4 separate regions of the Mus musculus genome follow, and all the other regions are linked to region 3. The links are chromatin contacts, called in public HiChIP or PLAC-seq and promoter capture Hi-C maps. All regions are on one chromosome and are shown on one strand. Each heading gives the region's core, a stretch centred on a gene start, on an enhancer-like site or on the middle of the called end of the contact. The rest is flanking DNA. Distances are from core to core; before and after follow the strand shown.

The links. Promoter capture Hi-C pulls out the DNA fragments that hold promoters and counts their contacts. HiChIP or PLAC-seq counts read pairs in DNA pulled down with a chosen protein or histone mark.
Region 1: a promoter capture Hi-C map of hippocampal neurons shows a contact between it and region 3, with 12 times the contacts expected there. The contact joins the enhancer-like site here to the promoter of Ncbp3 in region 3. A contact is called at or near these places in 8 of 39 promoter capture datasets (the 3T3-L1 cell line, the C10 cell line, cranial neural crest and 5 more) and 7 of 115 datasets of contacts at active chromatin or transcription factors (astrocytes, differentiating embryonic stem cells, embryonic midbrain and 4 more).
Region 2: an H3K4me3 HiChIP or PLAC-seq map of stem cell-derived neural progenitor cells shows a contact between it and region 3, with 11 times the contacts expected there. The contact joins the enhancer-like site here to the promoter of Ncbp3 in region 3. A contact is called at or near these places in 14 of 39 promoter capture datasets (3T3-L1-derived adipocytes, the C10 cell line, cranial neural crest and 8 more) and 10 of 115 datasets of contacts at active chromatin or transcription factors (embryonic forebrain, embryonic limb bud, embryonic stem cells and 6 more).
Region 4: an HNF4G HiChIP or PLAC-seq map of pancreatic cancer cells shows a contact between it and region 3. The contact joins the enhancer-like site here to the promoter of Ncbp3 in region 3. A contact is called at or near these places in 7 of 39 promoter capture datasets (the SN4741 cell line, cranial neural crest, embryonic stem cells and 4 more) and 8 of 115 datasets of contacts at active chromatin or transcription factors (astrocytes, embryonic forebrain, embryonic stem cells and 4 more).

What each region holds. Positions count from the first base shown.
Region 1 is chr11:74,497,457-74,500,641 of GRCm38.p6, reverse strand. The region is part of intron 2 of Rap1gap2 (RAP1 GTPase activating protein 2); the gene reads left to right. Among named protein-coding and RNA genes, the nearest start is that of Rap1gap2, 91 kb to the left of the region's middle. Within about 2 kb of position 1,256, at least 25 of the 459 cell types and tissues checked have an H3K27ac peak or open chromatin away from gene starts, as enhancers often do.
Region 2 is chr11:74,408,067-74,411,400 of GRCm38.p6, reverse strand. All of the region lies in intron 14 of Rap1gap2 (RAP1 GTPase activating protein 2), which reads left to right. Among named protein-coding and RNA genes, the nearest start is that of Olfr412, 45 kb to the right of the region's middle. Within about 2 kb of position 1,845, at least 133 of the 459 cell types and tissues checked have an H3K27ac peak or open chromatin away from gene starts, as enhancers often do. A contact at or near this core is called in embryonic forebrain, forebrain, pancreatic cancer cells and 1 more, where this site is marked.
Region 3 is chr11:73,046,480-73,049,568 of GRCm38.p6, reverse strand. Ncbp3 (nuclear cap binding subunit 3) reads right to left here and starts at 1,702. Exons shown (of 13, transcript NM_025818.3): 1 at 1,487-1,702. The coding sequence starts at 1,669.
Region 4 is chr11:74,437,723-74,440,945 of GRCm38.p6, reverse strand. Rap1gap2 (RAP1 GTPase activating protein 2) reads left to right here. Exons shown (of 25, transcript NM_001015046.3): 5 at 2,638-2,682. Among named protein-coding and RNA genes, the nearest start is that of Olfr412, 75 kb to the right of the region's middle. Within about 2 kb of position 1,600, at least 37 of the 459 cell types and tissues checked have an H3K27ac peak or open chromatin away from gene starts, as enhancers often do. A contact at or near this core is called in pancreatic cancer cells, where this site is marked.

The sequences.
Region 1 (3,185 bases), core at 7-2,506, 1.5 Mb before region 3:
CTCCTTCCTAGATGAGAGGAAACTTCATGCTTCATCCTGAGCAGCCTCACAGAACTGTGTTTGACATGGAAGGTGACCGTAGTAAACACATAAACACAGCCACTGAAGATTGTTATGGCTTGGCCCTCCATAGTCCCAGGGACCACATTCCTGAGTTCAATCAACCATAGATTCAAAATATTTGACATACACACACACACACACACACACACACACTCCCACAATAAGTACCCCCATACATATCCCCACACATACACCCATACCACCCATACCACACTTACCACACACACACACACACACACACTTTCACTGAATATGTGTAGACCTTTCTTCCCACTATTCCTTAAACAACATAACAACTCCATACATTTTTCCTGGGTTAGGCATTATAGGTAGAGACATCTTAAAGTGTATGGGAAGGGGCTAGGAAGATGGCTCAGTGGTAAAGAAGATTGGTTGTTCCTCTAGAGGAGATGGGGTTGATTCCTGGTACTCATTTGAAAGATCATAACTGTCTATAACACTAATTTCAGGGGATTGAATGCCCTCTTGTGCACTGTCCCCCGCCCCCCTGCCCCTAGCATCATGCATACACGTGGTTCTTAGACACACATAAAGGCAAAACACCCACACACATAAAAAAACAAAGTGGAGGAGAGGCTGTGTGTAGGATCTATGCAAACAAGCAGATAGTGTTTTGAGGGCCTGTAGCATAGGCATGCACCCTGGAAGCAAGACAGAGATGTGCGGCAGGCAGTTCCTGCTCTGAGTGCCCATAGCCTGCTATGTAAATAGGCCCATCGCTGGCAGGATCTGCCTGGAAGGCTTCTTCAAGCTTCCCCTCGGGCGGGCACAGATCAGGAGCTCTTCTTTCCACAAATAGTCTCCAGATGTTGAGAGGGACCAGGTGACTTGTGGGGCTGAACCAGTGTCTGGGAGCATGCCAGAGGCCAGCAGGGCCTCGGCCATGACCCTCTCAGAGTCCTGTAGCTGTGATTGGCTCCTCTAGTGGGGAGAGGCTCAGTGGTTCTCTCCTGTGCTTGTACCAGTTCCGTGATGAGGGGGATTAAGCTGTGTCTGCTTGCTTGGATAACTTTTTGGCTGGCTTAGGAGTGGCCTCTTCCTGCCATCATTTGGTCTTGCAAACTGGGGCACAGAGTGAATCTGGGAGGGGGAGATGGCGACCCTGGGCAGGGATCCTTCATTCTCAGTGGCTCCAGCTGCTGCTGAGACTGGCTTTAGTACCCCCGAGGGAGAAGAGCTCTGCCTCCAGGGCAGACCCTTCAGCGATACTGAAGTTGATGTATCATCTTGTCACTTAAGTGACCGGGGCAGCTAGAAATGATTCAGCAGAAAGGCCCAAGATGCCAGTCTTTTCTCAGCCCTGATTCCCTGTGGCAGGTGCTGGGTCTGCTCTCTGGGGCCTGACACTGTAGTTTGACATGTCACTTCAGAAAGACAGAAAGCAGATGTGGCAGGGCTTCTACCCCCACCTAGGCCACTTCATTAGATGCCCCTGGATTCTCTGAAAACATTTCCCTTAGGGTTCTGTATTAATATTTACAACAGAAATGTGAAGATCAAGGGGCTGGCAAGAGGGAGGGCTCAGTAGGTAAAGATGTTCGCTGTCAAATCTGAGGACCCGAGTCTGTGTCCAGGTACCCACAGGATGGTTGGGGACCCACAGGATGATTGGGGACCCACAGGATGGTTGGGGACCCACAGGATGAAATGAGAGCTGACTCTCACACAATGCCCTTTTACTCCCACATGTACCCCCTCCTCTACAGTAAATACATGTAAACAAACAATTAAAAGAAAACATAAATATCAGAAATAGAATTATAGCAATCAAGGCCTTACCCTAAGAGGTTACTACAGTGGTTTTCAACCTTCCTAGTGCTGTGACCCTTTAATGCTGTTCCACATGTTGTAGTGAACCCCAACCATAAAACTACTTTTTATTCTTACTTCCTAACTGTAATCTTGCTACTGTAATGAAGTGTAATATAAATATCTGATATGCAGGATATCTGATTTGCAACTCTGGTGCAAGGGTCAGTTAACTCTCAAAGGGGTTGTGATCCACAGGTTGAGAACCGCTGCTCTGCTACACACTTACATTCTCTGCTCTTGTGGTTTTGAGACAAATATGCACGTATGTATGAATTACATACACATATCCCAGGTTAAACTCAAACTCATAATATTCCAGATATTAATTGCATGTTCTTATACTTGAACTGTGTCCAGATATTGTCTCCTAAGTGAAGTGCAGGGGTTACAGGCTTGAAGAGACTTTTGGTAGTTGGTTAACCAGTAAGGGGGGGGGATAACATTCTCAGGCTGTCGAGTTGGCTCAAGTGGTTAAGAGCACTGCTGCTCTTATAGAGGATCCACGTTTGATTCTCAGCACCCACATGGCAGGTCACAACCATCTGTATCTTTTGACTTCCACAGGCACCAGGAAGCCACCTTGTGCTCATACATCCATGCAGGCAAAACACTCATATGCATAATAATAATGTAATTAAAAATAAATATTCTTGTAAAACAAGAAAATGGATGTGGTGCACATGTCTGTAATTTATCCCAGCTCATGGAGGCAGAGGCAGAGACAGGTGGATCCCCGTGAGTTCCAGGCCAACCTAGTCTACATAGTGAGACCCTGTAGAAAGGAAGAAACAGATGAAAAGGGTGCTTCCCATCCCAGGTCCTTTCCCAGATAGCATTGCTTTGGATCTCAGGCTTGTCTAGGAAGGTGTCCCCAGAGCATCTGAGCTACCCTTCTTCCAACAGAGGGGATAACAAATGACCCCAGGGTTTCAGCAGGCCAGGGCAGTCCACTAAAGCCCATCTTCCAGTGTCCTTTCAAATCCTAGACCTGTCCCCTAGTTATGGTTAGGCTCTGTGAGCCCTGGTTTCTTCTGTAAAATGGGAGAATTATCATCTATCTATGCCATAGACCACTGCAAAGATCAAATGAAATACTATACCCAAAGCATTTAACACAAACATGCAAATGTTAGTTGACGGATAGTGACAATACTTCTGTTATCGCTGCAGTTGGTTATGGAGAGGAGGAAGCTAAGGAGGAGCAAGAGGTTAATAACAGTTCACACTGGCAGGGAAGTGGGTGAACCCTGCCTCAGGCTGTTGACCAGAGAGCTGAGGTTGGCAGAGGT
Region 2 (3,334 bases), core at 596-3,095, 1.4 Mb before region 3:
AGAGAGAGAGAAAGAAAGAGAGAAAGAGAAAGAAAAGGGTCACCTGCTGTAACAGGAGGAGGTGTATGGGATATAGTAGACTGTTTCGGCTCCCAGCCCTCAGCATCAGACAGAAATAGGACACACTCCTTTGTCCTCTTCACTGGCTGCTTCTTCACCTCCCTTCTTTCTCATAACCCCCCAGGGCAGCACATCTCTGTAGTCCATTGGTTTGAGGGGCCTAGGACTCATAGGAGATAGGCTGAGCTGGGGATTTTAGGGTAGGGCTAGGTAGTCTCCAAGCCCACAGAGATCTTGTGAGTAAAACCAAGTGCTGGTTTCTGTTTGTTTTTTGTTTGTTTGTTTGTTTCCTGGGAAGAGAGATCAGAGTTCAGTTCCCACAGGGTCCCCTGCATCACAGAACACTGGGTACCAGCATCTTAAGACCCCTTCCCACTACTGAGGCGGGTTTGAATTTGGAAAGATGCCCGTGTCTTCTAAGGTGCTCCCCAGAGCACCCCTCCCCCCCAGGCACTATGGGTGATGCATAAACTGTGAGGAGAACTGGGTTAGCTCCCTCAGGGCCCCCTGGCTGACACTGGGCCTTAGCTGAACCCTGAAGTAGGAGGGCCAACAATGAAAAAGGAGAGTAAAGGCGGGAGGGACCCCAGAAGACAGAATGACCGAGCAGCCTGGGGTCTCTGCTTCTGTCTCTTTGTTGATGTGTGACTGCAAGTCAGTTCCTTCCCTCTCTGGGCCTTTGTTTCTATCTTTGCAAAACAGGAAATCTGGATTTTAAAGCCTCAGGGTCCTTCTAGCCATGGCTACTTATGGGAGCAGAGACAGGCAGGATGGGGTATGGGCTGCCGGATGGTTTGGGGAACTCTGTGATGAAGGTGACCTTTTGTACATGTAGGTCGACAGGGAAAGTAAAGACAAAAAACCTGAGTGATTGATGGTGGCTTCTGCTCTGGGCCAGGCTTTGCATTACAGCAGTCTTCTTCGTCTTCTACATTTGTGTGTGTGTGTGTGTGTGTGTGTGTGTGTGTGTGTGTGCATGCGTGTGCATATGGAAATCAGAGGCCAACTTGCAGGAGTCAGTTCTCTCCTTCCACTATGTGGCTCCTAGGGATTGAACCCAGGTTGTTAGGTTTGGTGGCAAGTGCCTTTAGCCACAGAGCCGTCTTTCTAGCCCCTCGGATAGTCTTCTTGAAGTCTAACAAGGCCCATTAGTCTGCTCATAGGGAAGAGATTGAAGCTGATTGATGCTGAGGGCACTTAGAGCTGAGGCCGCAGAGCCAGGGAGCCGGGAGCTGGAAGTCTTCCCAGGAGCCTCTGGGGCATGTGAGAAACCGGCCCCGTGGGTGTGTGTGAAGTGTGGCTGGAATTGAATCACTTCTCAGGTAGGGCTATCTCATTCCCATTCACTCCAGGTTGGAAAGAGATTCCAGCTCAGCAATCAATAGGATTCCCCCATCCCTCCCTGCAGGGGCCAGTCCACCTCACTCCTGGAGTTCTGCCAAGGTTTCAAGACTTGGCTGTGAAACAGGCAGCTGGGGAGGGCCTTCCCTTGCCTATCCTGACTCCCTCTGAGCAGCCCTGCCAGTCTTCTGGGTGGCAGGCCATCCCTGGACATGGGGGTTTTGTTGGGTCTCTAGCCTTCCCTCTCTAAGCTCCCCTGGGCATCTGGTTGTAAGCCGAGAGGAGGGGGAGACCGAGGTCAGAGGAGGAGCTAGGATACGGATGGGACGTGGATGGACATTACCAGAAAGGTCTTGGGCCCTGCCCTGCTGCCCTGTGGATTTAAAGGCATTCCTAAGACCCTTACCCTGTCAGAATAGACTACTTTAATGCAGGCCTGAGGAGGAGGGGCCGGGCTAGGGAAACAGCTGGGCCTGCAGGCATCTGTGCTTTGTCCCACATGTCCCAGATACCCAGAGTGGGCAGCCAGATTCTTCTTCTGAGATGGAACAAAACAAAACAAAAACCAAAAACCTGACACACAAGCTTGATAAGTCCCCAGATTGTCTCTGTCCTCAATACCTGTGTGTCTGTGTCCCCCTTCCCAACATAACAAGTACACATGTGCACTAGACTTGGGCCACCAGTGCATGGTTGGTGGCTGGGGGTGGGGGTGGGCTGTGTCTAGCAGCTGGGGCTCAGCCAGAAATCTTGTCAGTGAACACAAAACCATTTCTTGAGACTCTGAGTACCTCAGTTTGGGCCATGTAAATGGCCTTGAGCTTGTAAGAAGAAGGCCCCATTGACCAAAGCTCTGCTTCTCCCCGCTGGACCTGGCAGGGCCCCAAGCTGCCTGCTCACCCAGTCTGGCAGACTCTTGCATCTGCCCTACTTCACAGGACAGAGTGGTTGGCAGCCTGCCAGGGCCTTCACGTCAGCCACTGCTAGTGAAGGGATAGGGCAGCCTCCCAAGAGCCCTGTAGCCTCAGGGGCTAACAGCAGGTGAAACCTAGGTACTTGCACAAGAGAGGAGGTGAGGAGTGGAAGCCACCTGCTGCAGGACCACCCTTGTGCTGGAGTCTCTGGATGGTCTTACAGTCCAGCCTCAGCATCTGGCCAGAGCCTGGATGTCCCCCATCCTCTTTCCCAGTCAATGCCCTTGGTATCTCTGTGCCCAAGCCTCAGCCAGAATGACTGGCTCCACATGTAGAGCCAGGCTTCAGACCTGGGTCACTGCCTGTGTCAACTTGCAGAGCCCCAAGCTTTCCTTGCAACCAGTATTTACTTGTTTCTTTAAAAAAATTATTTGTTGTTGATTTTGCTACTGGTGGCGTGTGTGTGTATGTATGTGTATGTGTGTGCATGAGCGTGCATGTGCACATGTGTACTTGTTATGTTGGGAGGGGGGACACAGACACACAAGTACTGAGAGAAGAGACAATCTAGGGACTTACCAAGCTTGTGTGTCAGGTTTTTGTTTTTTTAATCTGTGGAGCCATTTCTGTGGTCCAGTAGTTACCTTTTAAACACTCTGAGTTTGATTTATGGCTAGGTTAATGGGGAGTCAGAGTTGGGTTGGAGCAGTCTGGATTCTCTGTGCCCCTTTCTCTGGTTTTAGGGTGCTTGTTCCATGTCTTAGCCATCTGTTTCCTCATCAGTAAAATGAGCAGTAGTTCTCAGTTGCTTTCTCTGGGATGGATGCTGTAATGGGGTAGGGAGGCAAACCTCCTGGCCACCACCTGCACTGTCTGTACTTAGGGTCTCAGTGGTTCCCCAGCCCAGGGCATCATCTGGCCAACTTGCTTCTGGCCCTTAGGAAGGCAGAGGGAAGGATGCCGGATTCCATCCCATCCAACCCACTAGAGGAGCATCGTATGGGGCTCGTGGGTGATGC
Region 3 (3,089 bases), core at 453-2,952:
CCAGACTGGACACATTTCCCACGAAAGGCCACTAGGTGGCGCAAATGCCTCCAGGAGAATGCTTCAGGTCCTGGATCTCTGGGAAAAATACAGGCTAATACAATGAAGAAAGGAGGGGATAAAAACAGAACTAAAGTCTCAGGACTGCAGCTGATACCCTGGACTCTGCATTCAATCTCCAGGCCTTGCTTTCCTCCACAATACCTGTCTTTCTGACTTCTGTTCTCGTGCTTAAGACAATCCAACATTTCTCCAACAAAACAATCCTGTTTCCATCTCTAAGACTTCTGAGCTTGCTGTCCTCCCCGCTAGGAATTACTCCCTTCCAACTGACATGGTCGGCCCCTTTTTGTCATTTGGGGTTCAAGTTGAATCTAACTATCTCAAGGGACTTTCCTGTGCATCCCAACACACACCAACTGCTTCACATCCCTCCTGGCCACTGTGCTTTTTATCCTATTAACAGGGTGTGTGTGTGTGTGTGTGTGTGTGTGTGTGTGTGTGTGTGTGTTTGTTTTTGTAGCACTTAATACAAAAGGGAACTATTTACTTGTCTCCCCTACTAGGGCAACACCAAGAGGGAGTTCGCTCTTAAGCACCTAGGATTACACCAGCACACAGAGAGGTGTGTGATATAAACATGTTAAACTGACTGAATGGATAACACCTGACCTATACACTATCCACTATAACCTATAGATGTTGTCACCAAAGGTATTGTCATTTGTCATCACTACCTTAGCCTTCACTCATAACTTCAAATGTAAAACCAAGCTGCTATCATGTAATTAAAGGAGGGGGCGCAGGGAGTTCACGTTGTATGTGAAAACCGAGCTATCCAGGCCTCAGACCAGCTTTAAGAAGGGGCATGTGACTACCAAACCACAGGCAAAACACTCCTCAGACCCACTGTGGTTAAAGAAAGATCAAATGTCACTGTGTGTCAGAAGCTGGGACCACCGAGAGTAGACGCAGTGAAGGTGCGGGGACGTGAGGACCCTCATCCACAATACCAACACACGAGTGTCTGCTGTTTGACAGGTCTAGCCCTCCCAAGCGAAGAGAGCTGGTTTAAGTGACACCAACTCGGCCGGGGAAGGAGGACCCACCAGGAGACCTGGATGCCGGCGGCACCTAACACTTTCTTTGAGGGCTGATTCAGGTTCTGTTCCCGCCCGCGGCTCCTTTTTATCTCCAACCAAACACAGCTGATTCCGTTCGGGGCCACCGAGGGGCAGCGAGAGGGGTGTCCCCAACTCTCTCCGAGATCCCCCGCCTCTCCAGCGCTCTCTGCACCCATTTCCGGGCGCCCCGGCGTCCTTTCTCTCTGGCGCTCTCCGGGTCATGCGCGGCCCCCGCCTTTCGGCGCTCGCGCCCCTTTCCCGCGTTCCCGGACTTGCGCCAGTGCCGCCGTCCGCCACCTTCCCTGACTCTCCAGGGACACCCGCCCGGCGACCTCCTCAGCCCCCGCCCCTCTCGCCCGTACCGGGAGCAGTTCCTTTAGGGAGCGCCGCACCGGCACGATTTCCAGCTCGCCTTCTTCCACTTCCATGGGCTCCGGCTCGCCACGCTCCAAACCGGACTCCACCTCGGGCGACGGAAGCCCCAAAGCCGGCCCAGCGGGGGCCTCCGCCTTCACAGACACTCGCAGGCCGCGGACGGCCGCCATAGCTGCCAGCCGGCCGCACCACCGAAAGCCCGCCCCTCACTCCCGCCGCCTAGAGCGCCGTCGCCGATGACCACAGAGGAGCACCGCTATCACCTAGAGCGTCGTCTGTTTCTACCAGAAAGCTGTCCTTATCTCTGGCGCCCCCTTGGTGACCTAGGAACCTGGGGCCGGCTTGGGGCGGGACTTCGCGGGGTAGGGGGCGGGACGAAGCAGTGATGGAGGTGGAGCGTCGTCTGAGGTTCCAAAATACCTGCACTTTGAGGACTATACTTCTAAGAACTGCTGAGCGGTTACCGCGATCTATCATCTAGGCAATCTGAGCGTTTACAAAGTTATTTCCGTAGTAAGCTTTGGCTCTGTCAAGTCTTCCAGTAATTGAGCCATATTATGTGGTCAAAATTTTAAACTAGGGCCCAGTGTAGGGGTTACATGCCTATAATCCCAGCAGTCAGGAGTCAGAGGCAGGCACATCTCTAAGTTCCAGGCCATCCAGGGATCCAAGGTAAAACCCTGCCTACATTTAAACTGGAAAGGGATGGTACACGATTGTATTCCCAGCACTTGGGAGATAGAGGCAGGAGGACTAGGGGCTGAAGGTTATCCCCCAATTACACCAAGGGGCAATTGCTAGTTTGAGGCCAGCCTAAACTACAGAAGATCCTATCTTAAAAGGGGAAGAGGGGTGCTTCAAGATCACAGTGACCTACCCAAAGGGCAGAACCAGAGCTTAGACCCATTTTGTCACTTCTGGGAGCTCTACTCATCAGAGACTCACAAGCAAGATTTCCTGCAAATGTTCCTAGTAAGAGTCTGGCTGGGAAAGAGGAAAGGCTTGTTCAGACTTGAAGAAGGGACTTCTTGTCTGTCATGAGTCCTGATTTTGTGTCTCCTCCTGTGTCATATTTAGTTAGCCCTTTCTAGACCTATCTCCCAATCTGAACCAGGAATAGGTAAGACCATATATCTGAGCCCCTAAAAATCTTTTCAGAGAAAGGCAAATCATTCTAAAACAGAAAAAAAAATCACAAGACTCAGATACACTAGGTCACTTTGGGCATGGCACGGAACCTCAGTTCCTTCATCAGAACATAGAACAGTGACACACCTCCACAGAAGAATATAAGGACCGAATGAGCTAGTTATGTGCGGCTGTAAGATCCAAAAGAGGTGATACTGTACATCCAAGCTTTTCTTGAAATGGGTCTGTACCATGGGACAAACAAGATGGAATTCCTTAGAATGGTACCATCAATTGATTGCAATGCAAAGTACAAAATTGGGTTAAAACAATGGATTGTATTTTCTTTTCTCCTGTTCCCCTTCCTTTCTTTCCTTCCGTTTTTCTTTTGCTGTATTAACAATGCAACCCAGAGACTTGAGCATGCTAACAAAGCCCTTTACCAGTGAGCTTTACCCCAGC
Region 4 (3,223 bases), core at 351-2,850, 1.4 Mb before region 3:
ACCCTGGGTTCACAGGTAGAAGCTGTTCTGTTGTCCACACTGGGGTCAGCTGAGGTCCGGGCTTGGTGACAGGATTGTGATGGAGCAGTTGATAATGGCATACATATTCCAGGCGCTTCTCTGGGATCATAGATTGACAGGGGCTGTCTTGTCCTTATGAGGACTTCAGAGCTACATATCCCATTGCCCTCCCAGCCCCATGCCACAGGGGACAGCACCCAGCAAGAGCACTGGGAAGCATGATGCTCGTTTCTGCTCCAGAGGAGGAAGAGTCTGGTTTAGTTTCTTCTTTCTATTCTTATTTCAGAAGGAAGGTTTGAAATAAGGGGCTGTCAGCTTTGGGAGGTGGGGCAGAGAAAGGGTCCAGGGTGGTCCTGTTATTCAGAGCAGAAGGTACTGCCAGGTTTCCCTGAGGATAGGGAAGGAAGGGAAGGGTGCATTAAGGGAGAGTAATTGTTAGTAGTCGTGCCATTACTACAAATAAACTGTTCAGTTCTCCTCTGCGCCCAGCAGTTTGTGGACTATAAACTCATTTTATTCGCATTTAGGGGGAACTCATAATCTAGCTGCGGAAACAAGCTATGGCACCGCAGCGTAGCGGGAGACAGGGTATCATTAAGTGTTCAACAGCAGAGCAAAGCTGGGGAACTTTCCTGCTAGCCAATGAGATCTCAGCTCACTGGGAGAGACTGGTGGCTCCCTCTGCCTTCCCTGTGATTGCTCCTCAGCCCGCCCATCCTCACCTGCAGCTTAAGTCCCTGCCTCCTTCCATAGAACCCAGCCCTGTGGACTGACTCTTGGACCCCTCTGCTTGTCTGAATTTGCCCTCCCAGCCACTCTGTCTTTAGTCTCTCGTTATGTCAAAGACAGTGATTCCCATCACGGCTTCCCAAATGAACCTCAGTAGAAATGGCGGGGAGCAAAATTGTGGTGTGTAAGATGCACTCATGTGTGCTCCAGGCATACTAGTGGACTCAGTTTCCTGGTTGGAGCTTGCGTATAGGGAGCAGAGAAAGAATGTTGCACGATGTGGCTGGATTCCATCCTCAGGCGTGGGTTTCCTCTCTCTCCATTTTGCCATTGTGGAAACTGTGTCTTGGAGCAGTTATGTGGTTGGGCCACATTGCTAGTTCTGAAGCACCAAAACTGGGATCCAAGATCTCCGGTCCCAGTCCTAGTGTAGGAATTTGAAGCCAGGCATGCTTTGGGGACACATGCTTTGGAGACTCCCGGCCCAGATACAGATCTGAACTGAATGTCCTCTAGCTGAGTGCCCTTGGTCAAGTCATTTCCCCCTCTGAACTTCCATTTCTTCTTGGAGACGGGGAGAAGGGAAGACAGTACCTTCTGCAGAGGGTAATGCTTGGTGGAGGGAGGACCCGGCTGAGGATGGGGCTCCCTGGTGGGGGGTGGGGGTGGAGTGTCAGTCAGTGAGGCTGGGGCAAGGTTGCACTCCTGCCCTGAGGACTGTTCCCAGACCAGGATGACTAATGCAGGACAAACAAAACAAACTCTGACATCACTCCCCCACCCACCCAGTGTGCCAACCTGGACGGGGTCTGCAGGGCCACCCAGGCAGCTTCCTTCGGGCGTTTGTGAGAAGCACCTGTCAGTGGGAGGGACCTTCCCACGCCCTCCTGAACAATGTTGGGAGCATGACTCAGTCCAGCAGTCCAGAGAAGCTGTTTCAGATTCCACCCAGTTAGCAGGAGCCCTGCTGTCCGGGGAGCAGGGTGTTTATTATAAACCCAGCTTCGGATGCAATTCCCAGACGCCCTCCGGGTTCATGCTATCACCCAATGCATCCAGTCTTGAAAAGGCTGTGTGTTTCCTTCCTTTTGCACAGTCCAGTTAAGCCAGAACCCAACCAGGGTTGCTGGACAAGGGGGTTATTCCCAGAAGTGAATTCTCAGCAACTGTAGGCAAAGCCCTTTGTTCCAACCCTGGTCCTTGAATCTGGAAGATGCAGGTGTTGGGTTGAGGTCTAATCCTCCTTCTACATATGTAGCCAGGGAGACTTCCTGGTTACAAATAGGAAGTGGAATGAGGACCTGAAGGACCGTAGTTCCTGCCTGTCAATCAAACACTCTTCCTTCAAGGAAAAAGGTGGAGCTAGAAGGCAGGAGGACCGATGTGCTGGCTCTGACACTTGCAGATGTGGGTGTTCATCTTTCCCATTCACTGCCCTATGGCTTTCAGGAAGGGGTTTAGACACAGAGATGCTAATACTACTCATTTTCACTAATTCTACGCACAGCCTTTAGTGTACACCATTGGCATTTGAAATGCATAGCCCATCACCAGCCTTTAACCTGGGCTGTGATGGAAGCCACTGTCACCTTCTCCACTTTACAGCTGACAACAGGAGTCACACAGAGGAATCTGTGGCTTGTTCCAGGTCACCAGTCTAGGAAGTGGCAATGTTGGGATTTGAGCCCAGGTGACATGGCTCAAGTCTATTTATAGTCTTAACTGGCCACCCCCACACCCTTATCTGAGGTTGGTGTTGGGACTGACAACTGCTAAGTGTGGGAGTCGAGAGGCTCCAGTACCCATCAGATGGCTAAGTGCCCAGATGCTCCTACCCATGAGCGGTGACCTATGCTTATGCGGATCCTCTCTTCCTTGTTTCCGCAGGGAATCAAGCTTGAAGAGCAGAGGCCAGGACCCCAGAAGAACAAGGTGGGATAGGCAGTAGAGGGGCCAGTGTAGGAAGAGGGCAGGAGGATCAGGGAGCGTGTTGGACTCTCCTCGTATGCACACCAACTCCGCTTTGTACTAGGAGCCAATTAATGACTGAACTCTTGTTACACTCATGTCTGGTGGGTGGCCAAGGGACCCTGGCTCGGTGTCTTAGGGCTGCTTCCCATCAGGCTAGTGGAGACCTCAGGTGAGACCGAAGGATCGGAGGCCCGGATTGGCTCCTTCCTGTTCTTTCTGTGCACCTACACGGTGTTGAGGGTTGCTAGGCTCTGGATTCTGATGGGCCACCAGGTCTTAGCTTCAAGTTCTGTGTCTACAGCCTAGTCAACTTGAAGAGGATGTGGGGAGGGACAGAGAGGAGAGGGACTAGGATATTTTTTTTTTTTGTCTTTTGTTGGGTGGTTAAGGATGACCTCAATCTTGATCTGCCCCCAGAGTGCTGAGATTGTGTGCCGACTCGCCCAGCTCTCTTTCTGTCTTAGCCCCATGGGATGACAAGCTAGTGTCTTGGCGGTGACCA